3 separate regions of the Mus musculus genome follow, and regions 1 and 2 are each linked to region 3. The links are chromatin contacts, called in public HiCAR-type and promoter capture Hi-C maps. All regions are on one chromosome and are shown on one strand. Each heading gives the region's core, a stretch centred on a gene start, on an enhancer-like site or on the middle of the called end of the contact. The rest is flanking DNA. Distances are from core to core; before and after follow the strand shown.

Region 1 (3,097 bases), core at 500-2,999, 210 kb after region 3:
AGTAAGTAAGTAAGTAAGTATGAAGCAAAGGTTAGGAAACCAGGAGAGAGAGCGGGGTAGGGTTTGGCGGCTGGAGGATCAGCAGCTGGGTGAAGGATTGGAGAGAATATTATATTATTCTCTTAATATATTACACACATTTATATTTATTATATTATATTAAACACATGTTCAAATAAACTGAGGATAGTATGAGCAGTGTTTATCACTCCCAGAAATGACAGGGGCAAAGCTGGAAAGAACCTGTCATATGGTATTGAAATTAAAGATGTGGCTTTAAATGTACTATATTAATACATATATACTGTACTAATATATTTTATAATAACTTCATATGTCCACAATATATACATGTAATTGTTATGTTTGTAACATGTGAAGATAAATTTTATATTGTATTACATTTAATATATAAATATTCTGTGTATATAGCACATAAATATATATGTATAATGTGCTGTACATATATCCATACAGCAAACCATGTAACCATCCACATTAGCACCACCATGTAGACCCCAGCTAAATATTCACATTCCATTTCATTGCCCTTGAAATAAGAGGCACTGTACTGGGATGCTACAGAGGGCTGCAGGTTGTATCACTGCCCACCCGTGAAAAAGGAGCCCGATTTGCAGGGCCAGGGAAAAGCTCCCTGAGATAACACGGATGATTTAATATGTTGAGCTGGTTTTAGATCAGATAATGCAGATTCCCCACTCTGCCAGGGCCACCATGTCTCTCCCGTGTAGTGTCCATTTCCTTCTCTTCTTGTCGGAGCAGGTGATTCCTAAACGCTCCCAACCCTACAGTATCTGTGACAGATGTCAGGGGGCGAGAAGTGTTTATAAGCCTATGCAATTCTTCTGTTCTTAAATTTGTATGTATTTGGGTTGCTGGAGAGAAGGCACAAGGCATGTGGGTAGTGCACAGACATACATGCAGGCAAAATACCCCCACACATAAGAATAATAGAAATAATTTTTAAAGATTTAGTATGTATTTAAATCTAGACATCAGTCAACTGTGATTCTGTGTGTGTGTGTGGGGGGGAATCTTAGGCTAAGCCCAACCCCCTACAAGGTGTGCTCCACACTAAGGAATGTAAGTTTTGGGGTTTTTTTGTTTTGTTTTGTTTTGTTTTAGCTGTAATTCCCAAGAGAGAGATTCTACTCTGGGAAATAGTTCAAAGGGAGAAATCACCACAATTATAGTCATATCTACATTCAGGCTCTGCACTACCTTCATTCCATTCTAACAATTATAGTAGAGAAGTGAGATATCTCCATTATACAGCTAAGAAAATAATATAGGGCAAAAATCAATGAAGTCACAAACAGAAAAGGATAGAGGAAATTAATGAAAATGCTGATTGTTAAAAAGTCAGTAAAATTGGCAAACCTCTATTAAAGCTAACAAAAAAGTCAGGATGACAGCTTACTTCTATAACGCCAGCATTTGGAAGACTGAGGCAGGTGGATTGCTGTGAATTTGAGGAAAGTCTGGGCTACATGTTGAGTTATGGGCTAATGCTAGGTAGAGCAAAACCCTGTCTAAATCACAACAACAATACTAACAACAGAGAGAAGGAGAGAGGGAGGGGAGGGAGGAGGGGGGAGGGAGAGAGAGAGAGAGAGAATACAAATGATCAATATCAAGAGTTAAACAGAAAGACATTGCCAAGACCCTGTGGACTCAAAGCATGAATTCAAGGACAGTATGAATAACTGCCCTCCACACACAGGAAATGGAACAAAGGAGAAACAGCTGACTGCTTGGTGAGCTCACCTCCTTCAGTGTGGTGTGGAGAATCTGAGCAGTCCTACAAGCATTAGGGAAGTTTGCCTTTGTAGTTTTAAAAATAAGCCTCCTTCTGACTGGGGATGTAGCTCAGTTGGTAGAGCGCTTGCCTTGGATGCAAAGCTCTTGTTCAGTCCCTAGAACTGCACAAACTCCTCTGCTGCCATGCGTCCGGCATCCCACGTGGGGGAGGTGGAAGCAGAAAGATCAGAAGTTCAGAGCCATCCTCAGCTACATACTGGGTCTGAGCACAGCCTGTGTCAAAAGACCCTGTCTCAAAACAAATAAAAAAATTTCCCTTCTTAATGAAAAAACAAAATGAAAACTAACTCTAACTGCAGTAAAGTTTCACCAGGGGATTCACCAGATAGTTAATGAAGAATTAATACCGACTCTACACAGTTTCATCAGAAATGGAAGGGTGTATCTTCTGAAGTAGTAGAATCTGACTCCAAACCCACACAGAAAATGAAAGTACAGACCCACAGGAATCACAGTGAAGAGGATCCTTGTTGCTGCTGTTGTTATTAAATCAGTGTCTCACTATGTAGCCCTGGCTGGCCTGGGACTGTGTGTATAGATCAGCCTGACCTCTAACTTGCAGTGATCCTCCTGCCTCTGTCTCCCAAGTGCTGGGACCACAAGTGTGCACTACTATATTAGGCATGCTTTTTGAGACAGTGTCTTGATCCATGCATCCCTCCATCTCTCAGGACAGGCTGGAACACATGTATCCCAGTGTCACACATATGGTCCTCTTGGGCTCCGTGTTGACGTTACAGGTATGTACCACCATGCTCAGTTGCTAAAAATAAAAATTCTCAAAACACTTCTAGCAGGCGTCTGAAGAGATGGCTCAGCAGTTCAGAGCACTGGCTGCTCTTCTAGAGGATCAAGGTTCAATTCCCAGCACCCTATGATTGCTCAAAGCTGTCTGTAACTCTAGTTCCAGAGGATCCAGCACCCTCTTCTGGATCCAGCAGGCAAGAGGCATGCACATGGTACATAGATGCATATGCAGGCAAAACATCCATGCACATAAATAATTTAAAAATAAACACCATTAGCAAGTAGAATTTGGCAATATGAAAAAATATACCATAGCAGATATGGAAGGCAAGTACAAGACTAGAAAAAAAAATTCAGTGTAATCCTGTATATGAATAGGCAAAAAAAAAAAAAAAAAAAAGGGGGGGAGGGGGAGGGAGAAAAGGAAAGAAAAATACAATAAGGAATCTTTATGAGCTCAAAGCCAGCCTTGTCTACATAGTGAGTTCCATTCCAGTGAGAGCTATAC
Region 2 (3,009 bases), core at 35-2,534, 240 kb after region 3:
AGTACTACAAGAAGCCCCTAGCCTAGCTGCTCGATAATACCACATTTTCTGGGGGCCCCTCCTGCTCTACAGGGGCTCTGCCTTCGGTTTTCCTCTCAAGTGCCCACCTAAAATCCTATACTAACTCTAATTTCCAAACTCACCCACCCATTGTCTGTGAACTTCATCCTGAGTTCACGAGAAAAGGGACCGAGAAGCCATTGGCTTGGGATAGCTCTGCTGCTCAATGGTTCTGTCTGGTACCTTAGCTCTACAAACTAGGGACATGGGAGCTGGGAAATTCTCCATCACTTTTAAGGACCCCCCCCCCCACTTCTCTCTGTCTCACAAGTAGGGCAAGTGCCAGACAATATGTCCAGGAGTGACCTGGCAGTATCAGCCTAGAGAAGTGACGACAGCATACAAGATCAAAACAGTCACAGCAAGAAGGAAGGAAGGAGGATGAGTCCCTGTGCTGGCAGACAGATAGGGCAGCCATGCCATTCCACTGCAAGTAGAAGGTGCTGGCTAATGCCCCATGTGAATTATCTCAGCCCTGGGTGGTATTGCCTTGTGCTATCTATCATCTGAGTATTGGTGTATTCCTCAAATTCACAAGGTGAAACCAACAGTACCAGGTGTGGTACTGTTAGGAAGTGGGACGTCTGGGAGAAAGCTTGGTCAGGAGAGCAGAGCTTTTACAGAAATGGCCTGAAGGAACATTTTTGTCCTTCTATCAAGTGGGTAATACCGTGAACCAGACAGAGGACTCCCATTAGACATTGAATCTGCCAGCCAAGATCTAGGACTTTTGGGCCTCCACAACTGCAAGCAGTGTCTCTCACTTGTTTATAAGGCACCCGTTTTAGCTCTAACAAATTAAAACACTTCCTTTGACTCAGGGAAGTCAAGCAACTTGCCTAGATCACAGAACTCATCTATAGCCAAGGTTGAAACCAGGTTAGACAGGCCATCCGGATAATCTCTGCCCACATGAGAAACAGGAGCACCGTGCATCATCCCCACAGTGGGTCCAGCTCCTTGCTGACTAGGAGTCTGGGATGTCTGAACTCTATACTTCTCAGCATCAGATGATGTTACAAGAGGCAACAGAAGAAACTTCTGTCAATTATACCAGTCGGGGCACTGCTTGTTAGCTTGACAATGCACAGCCACAGATCCATTAAATCTTCGGAACAGGAGGCTGCCAGATCTACCAGGCAAGTGTTCTTCCTGTACACAGAACAGCCTGTTTTCATCTGAAAACATGGGCACGGGGAAGCAGAGAGGGAAACGAACACAGAGGCAGATGGCTTTCAGCCTAGGACTGGTTACAGACAATCTGGGCTGCCACAAGATAAACACAGGTGAGCACACTCGCTGACTCAGGCTTCTCTCCTGGATGTGAGTTAGGGACAGAAAATGAATAGGTGGTCTCTGGCCAAGCACAGAGGAACCAGAAGGGGTGGTGGGGAAGGTCTCTAGCCTTAATTCTCTGATTTCTTAAACTCCCCATAAACAATACAAAGAGTCAAATCGATTAAGAAATTAGAGTTGAATGTAGGAATTCATTCAAGAGAAAGGATGGGAGATGGAGGGAGGGTCTTCCCGGGAACTTTTTTTTTTTATTATTTCAAGCCTTTTATTTTGATGCCACACACTTCACTCCTGTTTAGAGCAGCGTATGGCTTACATTGAAACTGTCCCCCAAGAACTGCATAGCATAAAGTAGTGAAAAGAGAAGAAGGGCTCGGGGAGGGCGGAAGGAAGCAGGGCACGACAGTGTATTTTAGGGATACACAAAGGTACTGTGTCCCAGCAAAGGTTTAGGGACGGTGGCCTTCCCAGCCTGCTGGTGTTCTCTGGGGAGGTCCCTTTTCTTTATTTCCCTTTTAAGGCAAGAAAACTGGAAGGCGACCGGGAAACCATTCTGGATGAACAGAAAATAATGAGTCTCGGAGAGTGGGAGGGCGTTCAGGTCTCAGCTGCAAACACAATAAGCAGTAGGAAGCAAGTGAGCTAAAGCATTCAAGCTGGAGAACCAGGAAAATAGGAATGAGCACATAGTTCAATTACCAAGGGACCCGGCAGGAAGTGCAGCGCCAGGGACCCGCAGGCTGAAAATATCTAGCCAAAGACGAGGAGGACAGTATTTATTAGTTTGCTACAGACAATTGGATGGGCCAATTCCAGGCCTGGGATAACTCTGTCCCCAGGGGACATAGGCATTCACAAAGGCACCCCTCTTCAGGGTGCTACTGGACAGAGGCTAGAGGTGCCACTAGGCATCCTGCTGACCAAAGGAATCCCAGGAGAATGAAGCATTTAGGCCAAAATGTTAGCAATGCAGTGGGGGAAGCGGTGTCGGGGTCATGAGGTCCTGGCCAGGCACCTGCTGGGCTTCCCATGGAACACAGAACTGTTAGCTGCCCTCACACTTCAGTGTTGGTCACAGGAAATGCTTCCAAATGATTACTTCCTGTGGCTTGGAGATGAAAGAAGCCATCCCAATAGTGCAAATTCCTCCGTGGTCAACGGGGGGAAAAGGAAAGATTTCCACACTAAATCAGAAGAGAAGCTGCAAACCCGGACTCACTGGTCCCATCCTCAGACAAAAGGTACACTGGAGTGACGGGAGCCCTGGCATATCACAAACTTGGGAAGAAATGATGTCAGGGACTCGGAAATCAAGGCACTCTGCCAAGGGTGGGAACCACAAGAAACAGAGACAGGGCACAGCCCGGAATGAGAAACCAAGGCAGGCAGGGGCGGTCATGAATACAGAATGCAGGTGGTAGCAGAGGCTATAATCTGTGGCTATATTGAGATCAAGTGCTCAGAACTACTCGTCTGGGGTGTCCTTCTGGCTCCAAAGCTGAACCGAGGAGTTGGCGGCCTGCAGAGTGGAGTGACCACTAATGGGCAGTTATTTCCTTACTTATCATGTGGTTTCACATCAGAGACTTGAAGGGAATGAGACAAAGCTTCAGGAAAAGGAGATGGAAACAAGATCCCCCCGGAGCCCTTTCT
Region 3 (3,264 bases), core at 581-3,080:
TAGACTGCGCCCCAGCCTGCCCACTCCCACCCTTGGTCTCGGCCTGGCAGAGAACATATCTGGAGATGATCTTGTGGAAACTGTAGCGGAAGTCTCGGTTCCTGTAGGCATAGACAATGGGGTTGACAACTGAATTGGCATGTGACAGGAGGATGGCCACATTCATCACCCACTTGGGCTTGTCCTTGGCCAGGGCTGGATGGAAGAGGGTGATACAGTTGATGGCATGCACTGGGAGCCAACACAGAGCAAAAATGCCCACGATCATAGCCAGTGACTTGGCTGCGTGGATCTCCCGCTGGAGAGTGGTCCTGGAGTGGTCCATCAGTTCCATGCGCTGAAGCTGCTTGCAGGCCACCATGAAGATTTTGATGTAGATCACCAGCATTATGAGCAGTGGAGGAAGGACACACCCAAAGAAGTTGAAATACACCATGTAGCTCATGGGGACCACATTCTCAAAGAGACATGTCACAGGACAGCAGCTTTTATTCGCGATGCCATCCCCCAGTTCTGTGCAGTTGCTGGTGGCACTGTCTTTACTGTTCCACCCCAGGAACGGAGTCAATCCAATGCCAAAGGCAAGGACCCAGAGGACAGCAATGATCCCTCTCGCTCGTGTCCCAGTGACCAAACCTTTATACCTGTCCAAGAGAACATCATCTGTTATTGGTCATTTTACAGCATCCCTTGACCCGAGGCCCACCCCTGCTGGTGTCCCACGGGCCTTTAGCCTTGGAGGTTTACCCTTGGGGTACCATGGCCATCACCTAACACTGGAGACTCGACACGGGAGCAGGCATCAACTCTGCTGCAGCAAGCGCAGTAAAACTGTCATTCTTAGCCAGGTATGGTAGTGCATGCCTTTAGTCCTAGCATTCAGGAGGCAGAGGCAGGGGCAGGGGATCTCTCTGAGTTCAAGGACAACCTGGTCTACAGTGTGAGTTCCAGGACAGCCAGCACTACGAAGAGAGACCTTATTTAAAAAACCAAACCAAACCAAAAAGAAAAAGACTCATTCTTGAGTCAGTACTCATTTCTGTTTAGTGATGGTGATAGGTCTTAGAGGCCCTTTTTAATAGCCTCAGCACTGGGTAAGTTCAGATCTCCTGTAAGGCACTGTTGGATTGTTGAGATCAGAACGTGCACAAAAACAAAAACAGAACAAACAAACAAAAAAACAAAACCCCAGCATCTTAAGGGACATGCACATGAAGCCTAATTCACAAGGTGACACTTGAACAAGGCACGACCCGTAGCTTTTGACAAGAATCGCTTCTCTCAATACCAAAACTTTGCTTCAGAACTGGTTGTAGTAGATGCACACCTGCAGTCCCCTAATCAGGAGGCTGAGGCAGGGGTTCCCAAGTCGGAGGTCAGCTGAAGCCATAAAGCACTATCTTATCTCACAAAAGAAAACCAGCCTTCAGTCTCTGCAGATGAATGGCTGGCTTCACTGCTGACGACGGCTGGAACACAGGTCTGTTAATGCCTCATCTACAGAAAGCTGCTGGCCAGGGAGCTGCTGAGACTTAGGAAATCAACATTGATAACGGGCCCTTAATCTGTTACATATATTTCCCCTCAACTATAAGGACAACCACCTGAGGACAGACCATATCCTGCTGAACTGGCGTTCCCGGGACCTAGCACCGTGCCCAGTATCTAGTTCAGTTCTCAAAGCAGAGCCATTGTGAAAACATCCCTCATTTGCTACCTGCTAGCAATAGCTCTGCGGCAACTGCGTGCTAGGAATACCCAACTCAGCGGCCTGGACAGGCCAGAGAACCAGTACAGTTAGCAGAGGAAGCCAGCTGCGACCTGCTTCATGCGCAGTGATCTAATGATTGTTTGTCTTTGCCACTTCCTCTCATCAGTGGGCAGCTCAGTCCTACAGGACAGCCTGCTGGGCGCAGCTGCTCACCCCATCTTTCTTGGCTACTGATGAAACCCTCTTAAAAATGTGTTTCCTTGCCAGCGCCTCACCAGGGATGTCAATAGCACAGTATCTGCAGGGTAACAAAAAGCCCCACAAAGGCTAGGCACTCAGAAGACTGTCCATGAGCTAGCCTGGGCTACAGCTCTGCTTCTGACCATTATTATTTTTTTAATGTATTTATTTTACGTGTTCCGATGTTCTGCCTGCATGTATGTCTGTGTGAGGTGTCAGAAGCTTCAGAACTGGAGTTATAGACAGCTGTGAGCTGCCATATGGGTGCTGCCCCACATGGGGGGCCTGGGACCTCTGGAACAGCAGTCAGTGCTCTTAACCACTGAGCCATATCTCTAGCCCCTAGACTATTAGTTTAGTTCCATTGATTACAGGCCAGCCTTGGTGGGATATTTGGGATAAGCAAATCCTAGCATTTTCCATTCTCTTTCAGTGACTGGTCTAAGTCGGGTAGTGAGATCTTCTGGCCAGTAAGGCCATTAAGCAAGTCTGCAAGGGACCGCGAAAAAAGTCTAACTTCCCGACAGGAGAGCCACCCATGAGAAGAGCTCTGCCCTTTGCCGACCACCCCTACCTTGCTGCTTCTGACACTTTCGTGACAGGCTGATAGGCACAGACAGCCTCAGCAGCCATCTTGTGACCATGAAGGTCAAAGGAAAGAGAAAACTTTTATCAGAGGAGAGGGAAGGAAAGAGCCTAGGTCCTTTACCTTTGAATGCCTAGACCCTCAGAGTTCTGTGATCTTGTTTCAGGAAATTAAGGGACTCCAGATAGAGCTCGTTTGGTAGAGTTGTTAAGCACGCATAAACCCCTAGGTTTGATCCCAGCATCACAGAAACAGGGTGTGGTGGCATATATATGTAATCCCAACACTCAGGAGAAAGAAGTAAAAGAATCAGAAAGACAGGGACATCCTTGGCTATATAGAAAATTCAAGGCCATCTTGAGCTACTTGCAACTCTGTCTGGGGAGAGTGGGAAAAGGCAATTTGGCAGCACACATTGGTAAGAAATGCTGAGAAGGAGAGGGAAGAGATTGTGAGTTCAAGACCAAGCCAGGCTGCCTCAGAGAAAGACAAGACACAGAGAGGGAAGGGTATGGGAATTAAATGTCTCACTGCAGATATGCCTATTCGGTCCTTGCTCCTGGCACTATACCATGGTTTCTTACTTTACTTCCTTTTAAAAGGCAGTGTTAGGACCGGCAAGGCAGCTCAGCAGATGATGGCGCTCACTGCCCAGCCTGACAGCCTGAGTTCCACCCCAGGACCCACATGGTGGAAGGAGAGAACCAGGTCCTTCAGATCCTCCTCT

The links. HiCAR-type assays count read pairs that join an accessible place to other places. Capture Hi-C pulls out chosen DNA fragments and counts their contacts.
Region 1: a contact with region 3 is called in a HiCAR-type map of neural stem cells, with 4 times the contacts expected there. The contact joins two enhancer-like sites. A contact is called at or near these places in 1 of 39 promoter capture datasets (neural stem cells), 11 of 15 datasets of contacts at CTCF or cohesin (the G1E-ER4 cell line, the NIH/3T3 cell line, embryonic stem cells and 5 more), 235 of 484 Hi-C or Micro-C datasets (the 3T3-L1 cell line, 3T3-L1-derived adipocytes, the 4T1 cell line and 121 more), 28 of 115 datasets of contacts at active chromatin or transcription factors (CD4 single positive thymocytes, CD8 T cells, the HPC-7 cell line and 20 more) and 4 of 9 other capture datasets (adipose tissue, embryonic tail, liver and 1 more).
Region 2: a contact with region 3 is called in a promoter capture Hi-C map of pancreatic islet. The contact joins two enhancer-like sites. A contact is called at or near these places in 1 of 15 datasets of contacts at CTCF or cohesin (large pre-B cells), 1 of 484 Hi-C or Micro-C datasets (bone marrow-derived macrophages), 7 of 115 datasets of contacts at active chromatin or transcription factors (bone marrow-derived macrophages, embryonic basal ganglia, embryonic midbrain and 2 more) and 4 of 9 other capture datasets (adipose tissue, embryonic stem cells, liver and 1 more).

Annotation. Positions count from the first base shown.
Region 1 is chr11:62,057,108-62,060,204 of GRCm38.p6, reverse strand. All of the region lies in intron 3 of Specc1 (sperm antigen with calponin homology and coiled-coil domains 1), which reads right to left. Among named protein-coding and RNA genes, the nearest start is that of Gm39988, 8.2 kb to the right of the region's middle. Within about 2 kb of position 1,749, at least 9 of the 459 cell types and tissues checked have an H3K27ac peak or open chromatin away from gene starts, as enhancers often do. A contact at or near this core is called in neural progenitor cells and neural stem cells, where this site is marked.
Region 2 is chr11:62,023,421-62,026,429 of GRCm38.p6, reverse strand. All of the region lies in intron 1 of Specc1 (sperm antigen with calponin homology and coiled-coil domains 1), which reads right to left. Among named protein-coding and RNA genes, the nearest start is that of Gm39988, 25 kb to the left of the region's middle. Within about 2 kb of position 1,284, at least 40 of the 459 cell types and tissues checked have an H3K27ac peak or open chromatin away from gene starts, as enhancers often do. A contact at or near this core is called in pancreatic islet, where this site is marked.
Region 3 is chr11:62,262,442-62,265,705 of GRCm38.p6, reverse strand. Adora2b (adenosine A2b receptor) reads right to left here. Exons shown (of 2, transcript NM_007413.4): 2 at 1-644. Among named protein-coding and RNA genes, the nearest start is that of Adora2b, 15 kb to the right of the region's middle. Within about 2 kb of position 1,830, at least 13 of the 459 cell types and tissues checked have an H3K27ac peak or open chromatin away from gene starts, as enhancers often do. A contact at or near this core is called in neural progenitor cells, neural stem cells and pancreatic islet, where this site is marked.